2 separate regions of the Mus musculus genome follow, and region 1 is linked to region 2. A link is a contact called in public HiCAR-type data. All regions are on one chromosome and are shown on one strand. The core of a region is the stretch at or near the end of the contact, and the rest is flanking DNA. Distances in the headings are between cores, read along the strand shown.

Region 1 (2,700 bases), core at 91-2,590, 1.1 Mb before region 2:
TCATCTTAAAGACCTTGACCTCTTTTGCTTTATGTCACCCTTACACATCTTTATCTGTATTATTTTCTGTATACCCTTCTAGGTTCCCTAATTGCCCCCTCCCCTCCCCCCGAAATGACCCAAGGAGTTCAGAATAGCTCCCCCACCCCCTGCTTCTTTCCCTTTTTTGATTTTTTTTTTGCCACTATGTTTAAATATCCTATTTAATGTGGTTCTGAAAAATATGTTAACGAAGAACAATGAGGCCAGGGTGGAGCGGCTGAGGTTAGCGGTCAGGTCAGGCACGCAGGCTGCTAATGAGTGAGTGGGGCGTGGCGGGGCTCTGCCGTTCCCGCAGGGTTGGGTTTTTCAGTGTTGTGCTGAGCTCCCCATTAGGCCCCCATTCTACTGAGGGTGTGGAGCTGGGTCCGGGTGGGGACAGCTTGACTCTGCACAGGGTGGGGCTGTCCGCATAGTATGCCCAGCGCTGCAGGTGCCCCCCCCCACACTCCCACCATTGCTTCACACACAAAGAAACCCCACCCCGGCGCCTTGGGAAGCCAGGTCCCTTTACCCCTCCCTGCCGCGCACGCTCTCCCGCCCCTGCAGCTGCCCACCCGCGCCCTCCACGCCCTCCTCCTGTTTCCCCTCCCTCTTCCTAAAACAAAGGAGCTAAGGTCCTACCCCACCCCTCCGGCCGCCTTACCTCCCCGCACCGCGCCCCAAGACTAGTGGTTTTTCCAAGATAGACAATACCATTAAATGTGCCCACTCCCCTCCCCCGTTCCCACTCCTCTCTCAAACCTCCAGGATGGGACCGCTTTGACTTTGCATTTTCTCTTTTATTCCAACATCACTCCCTTCCTGTCCCTATTATCTTTTTAAACTACAGAATAAATATAGGACGTTCAAAACCACTTTCCGAAATGTCCCTTCACCTCACTAAAGGCAAATCGTTAAGGTAGCCCCCTCCCCTCTGATGGACACTTTAGTTTTAAATATGGAAGCAGAATAAAATTCCTACCCATTGGAGGAAAACTTACCTGCTTCTATCTTTTAAAAAGAAACCATTTACTTTAGTTTTTCAAAGACACCCTTCCCCCTTTGGTCTCTTAGAGCTCCCTCCAACCTTTCCCGGTTCCTGTCATGAATGTCTTTCCCTTTATAAAATATCTTTTAATGTCTTTAGAGATCCGAGAGAGAAAGGGAGAGATTGGCTCCAGATAGAGCCCGTGGGGAGCAAAACGCGATTCTTACCCATTGCTGTTTTAGCCATTGTAGGGATGTGCACGCACGGAGTGGTGGCGAAGGCAAAGGAGAAGGGTCCAGCTGTAGCCGCGGAGAGAGCGAGAGAGGAGTCTGAGTAAGGCACTGAGTCTGCAGAGTGGGACCGTGCTAGAGAAAGAGCAAGAGGCAGGAGCCCATGAATAATTATCACGCAGAAGCTCAAGCAGATTGGCTCTCAGGGTCCCCTGACATGACTCCCGCAGAGTGAGAATCTCCAAGCATTAAATATTGATCGGCCAATGGTGCTGGAGTACAAAGTACCAGAATGCAGTTTGAAATGGAAATCAGTCCTTGTCTGGAAGCTCCCCCCCATTTTGGAGCCCAATAGTACAGTCCAAGTGGAGTGGTGCCTTAGCCTGGAAGCCTCCTTGGAGCTAAGGACTGGGCTGTGCTTACCTGTACCCAGGAGGCTATACTTTGCTCAAACATGTGTCATTGCATAGATTGGCACAGAGAAGGAATAGACTCAGGGGCCTGAGAACCCACCCCAGTGTGCTGAGTTTTGGAAAAATCTGTTTAAAGCTTGTGTTACCAGTGTTTCTTATTTTCTCTTTTACCTTTGGCCCTGCCCTTGGTGAATCCTGGCCTCCCTAATATATGATGGAATTCCCAAACCAACCCATGTCTGGCTGTGGTGGCAGCTCAGAAATGGCCTGGGCTACTGGTCTTTCTTTCTAGCATAGCTGGGCTCCAGAGTGCATGATCTCAGGAGGGTCTTATAACAGAGGGAGGGTGGCTGTCTTTTCCTCCCTTTAGCATAGAGGAGAGGACTGTTGGCTACCTGGGCAGAGATGTAAGTTCCATCTAAGGACATGATGCAAGAAAGCACACGAACTTGGACAAGGAGTGATTTTTCCTGCATTCACAGTCAGATTAAGCACTATGAAGTGCAATGAACTTTGAAACATTATAAACAAGGTATTCACTCATTCACTCATTCATTCGTTCACTTCAAAAAACATTTAGCAAATGTCCATTCTTTCTCAATTCCTATATTTTCTGAGCATGTGCAGAGCACTGGAGACACAGCATCAGGGATACTTTTTGGACCTGTGTTCATGGAACTTTTGATGTGCAGGATTGAACTCTACTGTACTGACATTGTATCAGCCTAAACTCATGTAGGAATTGTGGTTGAGATTTAAAAATAGCAAGAAAGAGATACTTCCATCTCAGAGATGAAAAAAAATAAAAAAAAGAACATCGTTGCAGTGTGAACATGAATGAAACACTCTTTAACTTTAAAGGTATCAAAAATTAAGATTTTGCCCATTGGTAAATTGTTTGGTAGTTACTAGGTTACACTTAAAAAAAAATTTTTTTTTTAAGTATCCTGAACAGAAAAGCAGAAGCGCTGTCCGTGGTGCTGAAATGGCTCTGCACTTCCGGTTACTTTGTAAAGCGTCTTCACACTCTGGATGACTTGCTGACTGG
Region 2 (2,700 bases), core at 5-2,504:
TGTACATAAGGAGACAATCCTGGGCATGCTCAAATAATCAAAGTCTGAGATTGGGGTCACCTTGGCTTTCTGTCTGCCAACAGGAAAGCCCCAGCTTAGGGTTACTGAGGAAACCTGAGGCATACACACTACTTGGTTTTGGAATGGTTACACTAAACTCTGACAGCTAATTTTCTTACACCCCAGCTGAACTAGAAATATTTGGAGAGACTGCCGTTTCCTTTTCCTGTACCCATGTATGCAGAGAGAACAGTCTGCATAGCCCAACATATTCTGTTATTCCACTCAAGCAAGCCTTTCGTTAGCCAACCAGGGTGACAGCAAGAAAAACACTTCGGGAAAACCATGTCTGTCCGGAGCTGAAAGCGGGACGTTTATTCCTTTGTACAGCTACAGGGGTGTGTTAAGGGAAACCCTCTGTGAGGCACAGCCCTTCTTGGGTCCTTAATGAACTCAGTCATGGAACTGAAGAAGGGAAAAAGACGATGAGATACAGCATCTCTGAAAATCAATGAGCTGATTGGCAGAGAAGATGGAAAATAAAGGTAGAAGTTGCCAAGTGCAGCCCACCTTAGGCAGAACTCGGGAGGGGAGCGAAGTTCTCACTGCACCCTGACTCCCAAAGGAACTGTATTGAAGCAAGCAGGTGTCATGACATTGAGATGAGAGAAGAAACACACAGGTATCACACCAGAGATGACAGAGAAGCAAGGAGGACGTGTAGGGGAGAGATTACGGATTACTGCCCTAACTGCTTCAAAGGACACACGCCTCCCAAGCCTGAGAAAGACTGATGGAAAGTAGAAGACACAAAGGTTAAATGGACATTCAGACGGTTTTACATTTCTAATAGTCATCAGTGTTTAAACCAACCTGCTACGGAAATGGCTGGTCGCCTTTAAGAGCTGGGGGCTGAAAAGCCCCTTTGTTTCTTCCGAACACCTCTTTTCCCATTTCAATTCAAGGCTAATCAACCTTTCACTCCCTTGCTCCATTTCCCACTGTAGAATGCAGCGGGTTAATTCTTCTTTCCCGGATCCTACAAAGCTAGCCCCAACCAGGCGGAAAGCCGTCTTGGATCGGAAAGCGCGGGTCAGCGGCTTACCTTCAGGATGGAGAGACGCGTCCCGGCTGCCCCTGGCTGCAGTCCTGCCCGCCTGGCCGCGTGTGCTGGGCTCTGGGCTCGCAAGGCCCCCGCCCCACCTGCAGCTGCAGCGGCCGCTGGCTACTCCAGGCTGGCTGCATGAAGTCATCGCCCGCCGGAGCAGCGCACTCGGTGCGAACCGCGGGGGGAGACTCGCCGCTCTGTGTTCCAGGAATTGCGTCTGCCAGCTGCACCCGAAAGACGCTGCTCCCCGGAGTGGAGGCTGATTTTCTCTGACCGATTTTACACCCGCAGCATTGCCGGATTGTGCAACAAAACAGAAGGGGCAAACAGACCTTCTTTGCAGAGAGTCCTTGATCTCCGCCCTCCCCTGTCACTATCGCTGTTTGGATAGCTCCATCTGACTGTGTAGGTTTCCCACCCTCTCCATCTTCCTTATCAGTACTGTTCATTTCGCCGAATCTGAGGGATGATTGTCTATTGAAATAAACAGTCATATACTCCGAAAATATTAAAATGGGCAACCGGCCTTTTTAAGAACCCTCATAACATGAGTCATTTGATTTTTAACACAGAGTAAAAACAGTTATGAACGCTGAAGATTGTGGACTTCCATTTTCTTGCTATTGTGATAGAATGGGGTTCTTCCAACCCAGTGAAAGGAGGAGAGCAGTGAAATCACCCAAGGACACTGAGAAGGGTCATTCCAGGATTTTAGTTCTGTTTGCTAGTGGACAGATGCGCATCCCAGCTCTCTCCTTGTACCCTACAGTCCTTGCTTTTGGGCTAGACTGCCTGGGTGAAAGCAATAATATTTGAAAAAACAAGAGGCAGATTTCACATCTGCAGATACCTGTAACTCCCAAGGGATTTCTCAGAATTTCCCTTGGTGACAAACTAAGCATGGATGCACACAAGCCTCTTGTCCTTGCTTCCTTAAATTGGCTCTCCCTCCATGCGTCTGTAAGACCCGAAAAGCCTTAGGTCCGTTATGTCCCACACTCACAGAGACGCAGAGACAAAGATTGATGCAAAAAACAAGAGGTTTATTGATCCAGCATGCTGGGGTCATCCTGAAATCAGGATAGAAGCAACCCCGAGTAGCTAAAGCACACACCTTTTATACATTCTTAAGAGCAGTTTTCAGTCACAGTTTAGCAGTTTATCATTAGTTAACCTTTAACGGCATTAAGGGGACAGACTTAAGGACCGGAGACATTGAGTGGGTTTTTCTAAACAATCAGAGGACTATCTCTTAGCGCACCTTGCAGTGAGGCAAATTCTGGGAAAAGAACATATTTACTTAACTTTTTACAAGAGTGGTCATTTTGAGCTACCACAAATCTTGCACATCTCCTTTTGCTTCCTTCCAAGGTACTGGCTAACCAACAGTTAGGTGATTGGTAGTACAAAGGGCGAAAGGCAGCTTAGGATTTTCTCTTTTTGGTGCTTGGCCAGGGTTTCTTTTCCAAGCAAGTCATTTCCAAGCAGGGAGTTTCCTTATCACTAGTATTCTGCAGTGTATGTGCCTCATTCCTCATATCTTGGCCTTCCTCGTGAGCATCATTAGAGGTTGCCAGTATTACCCTGGGAAT

What was found. HiCAR-type assays count read pairs that join an accessible place to other places.
Region 1: a HiCAR-type map of astrocytes shows a contact between it and region 2, with 9 times the contacts expected there. The contact joins the promoter of Stmn2 here to the promoter of Pkia in region 2. A contact is called at or near these places in 1 of 39 promoter capture datasets (hippocampal neurons), 4 of 484 Hi-C or Micro-C datasets (cerebellum, cerebral cortex, cortical neurons and 1 more), 5 of 115 datasets of contacts at active chromatin or transcription factors (astrocytes, embryonic hindbrain, embryonic stem cells and 2 more) and 1 of 9 other capture datasets (embryonic stem cells).

The regions. Positions count from the first base shown.
Region 1 is chr3:8,508,167-8,510,866 of GRCm38.p6, reverse strand. It overlaps Stmn2 (stathmin-like 2), which reads right to left and starts at 1,340. Exons shown (of 5, transcript NM_025285.2): 1 at 1,237-1,340. The coding sequence starts at 1,255.
Region 2 is chr3:7,365,158-7,367,857 of GRCm38.p6, reverse strand. Pkia (protein kinase inhibitor, alpha) reads right to left here and starts at 1,254. Exons shown (of 3, transcript NM_008862.3): 1 at 1,106-1,254.